3 separate regions of the Zea mays genome follow, and regions 1 and 3 are each linked to region 2. Evidence: chromatin contacts called from public Hi-C data. All regions are on one chromosome and are shown on one strand. Each heading gives the region's core, a stretch centred on a gene start, on an enhancer-like site or on the middle of the called end of the contact. The rest is flanking DNA. Distances are from core to core; before and after follow the strand shown.

The links. A called contact is a pair of places that touch in the nucleus more often than the background predicts.
Region 1: a contact with region 2 is called in a Hi-C map of bundle sheath, with 1.7 times the contacts expected there. The contact joins the promoter of LOC100281029 here to the promoter of LOC100285965 in region 2. A contact is called at or near these places in 4 of 25 Hi-C or Micro-C datasets (bundle sheath, ear and leaf).
Region 3: a contact with region 2 is called in a Hi-C map of ear, with 3 times the contacts expected there. The contact joins the promoter of LOC103647801 here to the promoter of LOC100285965 in region 2. A contact is called at or near these places in 4 of 25 Hi-C or Micro-C datasets (ear, leaf, leaf mesophyll and 1 more).

The regions. Positions count from the first base shown.
Region 1 is chr2:215,830,124-215,832,889 of Zm-B73-REFERENCE-NAM-5.0, reverse strand. It overlaps LOC100281029 (GIR1), which reads right to left and starts at 1,337. Exons shown (of 2, transcript NM_001157059.1): 1 at 1,112-1,337; 2 at 606-1,015. The coding sequence starts at 1,193. The coding sequence ends at 807. It overlaps LOC100382594 (Eukaryotic aspartyl protease family protein), which reads left to right. Exons shown (of 12, transcript NM_001175324.1): 12 at 1-291. The coding sequence ends at 126.
Region 2 is chr2:215,622,268-215,625,132 of Zm-B73-REFERENCE-NAM-5.0, reverse strand. LOC100285965 reads right to left here and starts at 1,356. Exons shown (of 2, transcript NM_001372348.1): 1 at 1,136-1,356; 2 at 282-950. The coding sequence starts at 1,322. The coding sequence ends at 499.
Region 3 is chr2:215,794,648-215,797,479 of Zm-B73-REFERENCE-NAM-5.0, reverse strand. It overlaps LOC103647801 (classical arabinogalactan protein 4), which reads left to right and starts at 1,390. Exons shown (of 2, transcript XM_008672310.4): 1 at 1,390-2,161. The coding sequence starts at 1,544.

The sequences.
Region 1 (2,766 bases), core at 88-2,587, 210 kb before region 2:
CTAGTAATTTTGGTCACTTTGTCAGCCTTTTTAGTAGTACTTGTTTGGAGAAAGAAATTTAGTGGTCAAGCAGCCTACAGACCTGTTGATTCAGTGGTCCCCGAGCAAGAACTCCAGCCACTATAATCCAAATTAAAGCTGTTTGACGGAACAACATATAGATGATTCTTTGGTAGAGATACCCTTGTGCGGGGGGGTTACGCATCACAGCGGCACGCATCTGCTGCTGGAGTAAGCCCTTCTTTGTATGTAACACAAGCTACAAGTTTACAGAAGAAGCACTGTATGATTACATGACTTCTCCATTCAAAACTTAGAGGTGTTCATAAACTGTCTAGTGATTCAGATCAAGAGCTCCTCTCTTGTGCTTACAGTAGAAGAAGGTTTTGTTCATGTAATGTAGATTAAGTAGGGGGTAGAGAAGAAACTAGGCACAGCCGCGGAACGAAATGGTGTAATATTTATTTTAGTGCCGAGGGTATTTGTCTTCAAAGCTTTTCAGGGCATGCTTGATTCTCTTGCCTACTATTTTTATTATTATTAAGGACGTTCTTGCTCATCCCTGTTCTCTTCGGCGGCTAGTGTTGAAGAGCCATCACATCCCAAAAGACAAGCACACAGATACAGTGCATTGGTTATTATTCTAGGTTATAGCACGTCCGAGGAGAAACACAGCACACAAGCACGGAAGGAACCGTCGCGACATTCCGACGCTCGGCGCGCTAAACTAGCAGTACAAGACTAGAAGCTGTGCAGGATCGCGAGCGAAATCCTGGGTCATCCTCCCTCCCTTAGAGCGGTAGGGCCTAGGGGCACTTGGGGCGCTGGTTCTTGGGGGACTTCATGTCCCTGTAGCAGGGGCACTCGTCCTTGCTGGCGTACGGCCCCGACGGCACGCAGCCCTGGCACTTGCCGCAGCACATCATGCACAGGCCCATGCACCGCCCGGCCTTCTTCAGCGAGCACCGGCTGCGGCACTTGCCGTCGCACACGCCGTCCGGCACCGCGCCGCCGTCTGCAATGCACACACAGGGTGTAGTCAAGTATTTACAGAAAGGAGAGAGGATCTCGCCCTGCAATGGTTCGGTAAGATTGGGAGGCGAAAAGTTACCTGCTGCCTCGGCGAGATGCTTGAACGAGGAGGCGGCAGCAACCAGGACGAGGAGCAGGAGAGCCACGGGGATCGCCTTCATCTTCAGAAGCTCTTGCTGTTCGCCTGTTCCTCCGAGCCGAGGAACCACTGGCTGGCTGGGCTGCCGAGGTGAAACTCCAATCGTGAGTGAAGTGGCGACGTTGCTGTAGCGCCTTCAGAGTTGAGGCGCTTTCGGTGTGAGTGTGAGTCACCATTAAAGTGCCGCAGCCGCAGGAATCTATCTGCAGCGACGGACGGCCCATGCACTGCGCAGTGGGTCCAGCGGAAGAAACAGGTCACGGACGTGAGCTGTCTCTGTCGGCATGTGCAGTGCAGCACCAGGGGGGCCTACTCCTACCTCATGTGCCGTTGCAACACCTTTTATTTCTTTTCTGTCCTCTACGGTCAGGGACCAGACCCAGCCAAAAAGTATCGGCAACAGGTACATATCTCTTTACCAATCTACAATCTAAGGGCTTGTTTGGGAGCAAGTGGAATGAAGGGTATTGATAGGACTATAATCCCTTGCTATCTAAAATTGAATAGTGGAGGATTATATGCCCTCCAATCTACTCTATTACCTTTACTCCCAAACAAACCCTAAAGTAAGGCAGGTAGCAATAAATGTTGCTGGATGTCCTATTCTAAATATACGATAATCCGTATAGAATTTACAGATAATCCGTCTAAATTGACGGAAAGGAGCGCAGCAGGGCGCCTGGGCTCAATCTATAGACCTGGCCCGATGGCATCGGGTTTTCAAGTCATGATGATGGTGCGATCTGCTGTTCTGGGCTACGGTGTCCAACTTTATATAGGCCGTCATCTAGGAATAGGATGCACAGGAAACTAACAATGGGCCTATCAGAGCTGCCATCCTGGGCCGGCTGCAACCCTGGCACACAAACGGTGCGCACCGCGTTTCGTAAAGTGTGAGCAACATGTTGTTCAGCCCATCTACAACTAGCAACCATTACACTGTTATTTTAGATTAGAATTTGGCCGAGAAATCTCTGCACAGTTTTCAATATGAACAAGGCTCACCACACGAGCAAACTGTTGCAAGCTTGCTGGTGCTTCTTGAGGCCTTCGCTTAACACTTTTTTCTTGGCGAGTTTAATCCGTCGTTTATAACCAATAATCATAAAGGATGATTTAGTGATCAGAAAATTGGAGATGATCCATAGAGAAAAAAATCCTTTAATATTTAATTTTAAATTGGAAGAAAATCTCTTCTGTACAATTAACTGGTCACCAAACCAGCCTGAAGAAATCGTCCGCAGCTACCTCCACCTTCATGGCTCACGACCTCACATGGCATGCGTCACCGACGATGGAGCACACGAGCAAACAAACAAACGATGCTACGGTATCGGCTACTCCCATCTCCTTTGCTGACTGGAACTAGAGCAAGACGACAACACCTGTTCGAACCGATTTCGGATTATTAAAAACCATTTTGTTGTCTCTAATTTTTAAACTTTAGATTCTGAAAAAAAACTAATAAATAAGTTTAGATCTTCATTTTTTAAATTCTCGTGTTATGTACTGCTGATTGGGTCACCAAAAAACTGAAAAAAAATAAGTATAATACGTTGTTGGTTTTTTTAAATATAATAAACAATAATCGGCGA
Region 2 (2,865 bases), core at 107-2,606:
GGTGTGGGTTGCACCGTCCAGAAACTGGTTCCCCGCCTGCGAGACTGCTACTGCTGTGCGCCCCAGGACAGCAGTATATCCAGCCAGCACATGCTTGCCACAAACGGAGTGCTTCTATACTGCTCTGTGTTGAGGAGCAGGATAAGCTGCCCCGGCCGCTCCCGCTGTGATGACGATAAGATCGACGCATGCAGCGCCACTTCGCTTTACCCTTGGTCTACAATTTTATTCAGCGACGGACGGAGCGTCGCTTCTGCCAAGAAAAAGTTGGGAAGAAATGAAATAAACAGCTAGCTAACGGACGGCGGCTGGGAGAGCGCTGCTGCCGCCGGCACGCTCATGGTTTCTACGCGCGGCCCAAAAAGGAAGAAGGACAAGACGACGGCTACCTAGACAAACAAACGTTTTTTTCTCGCCGGGATCAAGCACACCACACCGCGCGCCGAGGGGCGCACGGCACGATCGGCCGCTGGCTTTTAGCCAAACCGTCGGCCATTCTCAGACAAAAAGGTTCAGCAGCTCGGGCTCCCTCCCTCCGCCTCCGCCTCCGCCGCCGCCGCTCATCGTCGTCACGGACTCCTCGGAGGTCATGGACGGCGTGCCGGGCCGCCGCCGCCGGCGCCGCTCCCCGGTCGCCGGGGGTGACCCGGGGCTGAGCCACAGCCCGAGGTCGCACGACGGCTCCGGCGGCGCCCCCACGCTCGCCGGCGCGCGCTTCGCCGTCGAGAACGTCGAGCACCCCACGGCCCGCCTCGCCGCCACAGCGGACGCGCCGCGGCGGGCCCCGTCGGAGTCGGACTCGGGCAGCGGGGCGATGGCGCCGCCCCGCAGCACCGTCTCCACCGCCGCCTGGCACAGGTGCCAGCTCCCCGCGCCGAGCAGCCCCACGGCGCCGCTCACCGGGTCGATCGTCCTCCCGGCCGCCTCGTACAGCAGCGACTGGAACACCGCTGCATCGTCGTCGCACCGCACGTACGAGCGAGCGAGCGAGCACATCACTCTCGTCAGTCAAGGATCTCGATCACACGTGATGCGTGGCCGTGGGCCGTGGGGTGGGTGGGTAAACACTCGACCGTACGGACACCCGCGAACCATGCAGCACCTGGATTTATTACCGCTGAGTCGAGAGGATTACCTGGGCGCTGCGGCTCGGGGACGGCGGTGAGCAAGGACATGAGGCCGGCGCGGCCGAAGAACTTGGCGACGAAGGCGGTGGCGTGGCCCTGGGCCTCGGCGCCGCCGTCGATCCACTGCAGGCTCGGCCGCAGCACGCACGCGTCGCTACACCCCTTGCGCAGCATGCGGCACCCGTTGCAGCTCATCCCCGGCCGGCGGCGCCACCACCCACGCTCATACAACGCCAGCCAGCACTGGAGTAGTGGAGCCCCGGGTATATATAAAGCACTGCGCAGCGCAAACAAGGGCTGGGGTCTTCCCTTCTCGGGTGGGTGACCACGAGCTAACCACGGGGTCGGGGTCGGGTCCGGTTAGGCGTGGTGGTGAGGTCGTGAGGACGGCTTACGTCTCAGCTCCGGGCTCCTGGGGCGCAGGTGCGGCTCCGTGTCTCCGCGTACGGTCGGGGGCGATCGCGCACCGCCGGATGGGGATCGGGCGGGCGCCTCGGGTGGTTGCCGGTGCGCCGCGCGCTCGCCCCGTCACTGCTTTCCGCGCCTATGAGGGTTTAGGGTACGTACGCCGACTGGTGGGCGGTAGTGAGCGATCGAGTGCTTCGCCTTTCCGACCACCGTTCCTCGCTTCCCTGGCACGAGGCTACGCGAAGCAGAAACTGAACGAACTTTTAAAAGGTTGGGAAAAAAACGTTACGCAACTCCACCTTTTCGATCTATATATAGGACGTGTTTGGCATGATTCTGCTCTACCCTAGAACAGTTCTACTCTAAAACTATGGGTAGAGTAGTTTTGCTCCAGAGTTTAGATTGTTTCTTAGTAGTGGCGAAATAACTCCAAACTATATGACTAGGTTGTTTTTTTAGAGTTTTTGGAGCAGCAAAAAAGGTACTCCAAAAAATTGTATTACAGCCCCAAAAACTTCATAGAGTTTATAACTCTAGAGTTAAGATGTTTTGCATGCTTTAGCTAGCTCTTTCTTGGAGTTTTGCTCTGAAACCATACCAAATAGGCCATAGTACCTATTTTGTTACACTCGAAACGGATATTTTGTTTTTAACCTGAAAGAATACGTACACTGGAGAGCTAGAAACAGACTGTACCTAATTTCCGTCCAATCACCGTATCTCCTGCATTGGTGTTTTCCACCTTTATGAGCCCGATGTGAGGGTATGCTTGTTTGGTAACTCGAATCAAATTTCATAGCAGACCTGAACCGTATAGTCTGGATTAACTGCAGATAGGCTCAAGTGGACGCAGTCACCCTAGAACAAGAATGTTTGCTTATTCATAAGGATGAGGCCATGAGTGTTCGCATACGTGTTGACGTTTTTGTTTTCTTTATTATGCAGCAGAGCAAGTTGACAAGGGCATCTTCGCTTTCCGTTTGGGCCTCACTAGTCACTAGTCAGTAGTCACTACGGCATGCTACGCCCACGCCCTGCCCTCCCTTGTCAGTTATCGCGGACCGGCATCCGTGCCCTGTTCCCTATGTCTCAGCAAAAGTCTCACAATTTTTTAATTTTTTTTACATTTAAAAAACATAGTTAGACATTCTAAAGTTGTATTTTATGTTTTAATCATATCTTGGCACCGTGATTTAGCTTCAAGGTAACATGTGTCGATGCTATGAGCAATAATGTTGAACTATATAAGGACATGTTCGTTGTGGTCTCAATCCATGTGGAATGGACGAGATTAGATGTCTTATGGAAATTAAACAAAGCATAACTTGTA
Region 3 (2,832 bases), core at 141-2,640, 170 kb before region 2:
ACATAAAAGTTAAAAAAACGTCGTGTCGTGTACTTTGTGACTCTGTTTGGACCTTGGGTCGGTCAGCTTTTGATGTCAAGCACGGCTACATTTTCCGATGTGTTCTCCAGGTTGTGGCGAAGCCTCAAATGCAGTACGTAGAGTGGAGCAGAAAATTTGACGGGTGCAGTGAAGCTGTCCTCAAAGATGATGCGAGGTTGAAGTTTTCTGTCACGTTTGTTGTCGCATCCATCTCCCTTTTGTGCTTGACTTCGACTTTTTTCCAAGCTCGTAGAGCCCATGAGCTTCGGCCCAATGGGCTTCAATCGCTTTGGGGGTGGGATCAGGAATAGTGAGGCCTGTTTGTGGAGGAAATTTTCAACCCAAGTCCATCTTCCTATATGGCTATAATAACGCTGGCCTCCTCCGATTCCAAAGATAATTTATCTCTTCACTCTCAATTCTAAATTTTAGATAAAGGAATTTCATCTCTCAGTTCTAAATATTGGATAAACGAAAATCATATACTGCCTTGTAACATTAGTTACTAACGGAATGCAGAGCAGAAAACGTATCGTGCGGTCTGCGGAGTAGCTGGACACACCCGCTCTTCTAAGAAAGTTTCAGGCTGATGATTAAGGAAAGCAAAGCCACCAATTATATGCTACTCCATCATTGGCAGAGCCGACTGATTATCCGATAATTTGATAGGACTCACCAACCGCCATCGATTTGTGTCGGTGCAAACTGCCCACGAGGAATAAATTTACCGTGAGTAGTGTGTATATAGAGGCATTAAAATAAAGCCCATATTCGCAAAAAAACAAATGTGTAGATTAAAAGAGTTATATATTATTAAATTTTATAATGATATAAATTACATGAACTCCATATCAATAACCATATACCATGCTTTAGAGCTGAGCAGAAACAAATGTCGGATGATAGTGCGGAAAGAAGATTAAAATCGAGCCGACCCTTCTGTTGGAGAAATTTGTATTTTTGACACTCTAAACAAATGACTTTGTATAATCAACACTTAAAAGATTAACTTCGTAAATTTGACACCCACATCACTGTCTCTTTTATTTAATTGACATTTTATATCTTTATTAATTTATGCCAACGGGCCCCTGTACACGTACACCCTCTCCTCTCGTCTGTGAACCGCTGCGTCCCGACGCGTGCGTGTCCACTGCACCGACTGCCCAAAACAAACGGCTCCTTCCTACCCCACAACAAACCACAGTGGTCTGGTCACCCCGTCCTGCACTGCACAGCACGAACACAACTCATCGGTCCATCGACCCACGTGAACGCGTGCCACCAACCGGCGCGGGCGTCCCCACCCTGCACATGGCCCCGCGGGCCCACCGCCAGTTGTGAAAATCCCGCCGCTCCATCTCCTGGCTGGCCTCCGCTTCGCTTTCCTTCCCTTCCCTGCCGGCTGCCGCCGCTGCTATTTATCCCTCCCACTCTCTCCCTGCGACTCCAACCGCTGCAGCAGAGACGCCCGAGGCAGCGCAGAGCAGCAGACCGCACGTCACACACCACCATTGCAGCAATGGCGCGCGCCGGCGCTCTCTGCCTGGCGCTGCTGTGCCTCGTAGCCGTGCACTCGGCCGTGGCGCAGAAATCCACCCCGGCCCCGGCCACCGCACCGGCCGCCACCACCAACCCACCGGCGACCCCGTCCAAGAAGACGCCCGCGCCAGCCGCGGCGCCGCCCACCACCCCCGCCACCCTGGCCCCGGCCGCCGCGCCGCCCACCACCCCTGCCACCCCCGCGCCCGCCGCGACCCCGCCAGCCACCCTGGCTCCCGCCGCGTCGCCGCCCAAGGCGTCCCCTCCCGCACCGGCGCCCAAGGCCAAGGCCACCCCGCCCGCCCCCGCCGCCTCCCCGCCGGTGGCCGAGCTGCCGCCAGCCGCCTCGCCCCCTGCCCCCGCCCCCGCCTCCCCGCCCACCAAGCCCGCCGAGGTCCCCGCGCCCGCGCCGTCCAAGAAGAAGAAGAAGCCCTCCTCGTCCTCCAAGAACAAGAAGAAGAAGTCCAAGGCCCCAGCCCCCGCCCCCGTCGTCGCCGAGGCACCCACCAGCTCCAAGCACTCCAAGGCTAAGGCGCCCTCAGCCAGCGAAGCCGACGCGCCCGGCCCGGTCGGCGACGCCGCCGCCGCCGACACCGCGGTACGTTCGTTGCCCACTGCTGCTCAGCTCTTCCAGTTTCCATCATTTGAAACCCCATCCCATTGCGTGCCTGAATTACAGTTTCCAGCTGCTCGTTTTACACCGAGGTTAGAGTAAAAAAAAATCGACGCTATCGTTACAACATCACCAATCACGTCTGACAGTGAGATAAAGCAATAGCCAATTGATTTGACAAATGATTGTTTAGTAGGAGCAGCATCACCAGACCTGTGACCATAACGAGTGAAAAAATTAGGTTTGAGCACCAAACTACACCGACATGTCGGCCATGGGCGCATGTGATTCCAGCCTTGTCACGGACATTGTTAATGCGGCATTTGATGAGAGCTGTCGCATTTAGTATTCCATCACGTACAGTACGTCGTACAGTATTAAAATGTTTTTTTGCACAGTGCGTTTGTGTACGGTGCAGTCACTAAACAACCCTGCTTTCTGGAAGCTTCTTTGCAAAGTAGTAGTACTGTAATAAGTAACGGTCAGTAAGGAGACTGAGCAGCCAGGCGTCACTCACGTGACTATCCGTGACAAAAAAAAAAGTTTTGATCCCACAACACTTGCGGATCACCATTCCGTTGATATAAATACCTGTTATGTATTCCGTCTCGGATTAAATTATAATTATAACATATTTTTTTATTATTAATATAAAA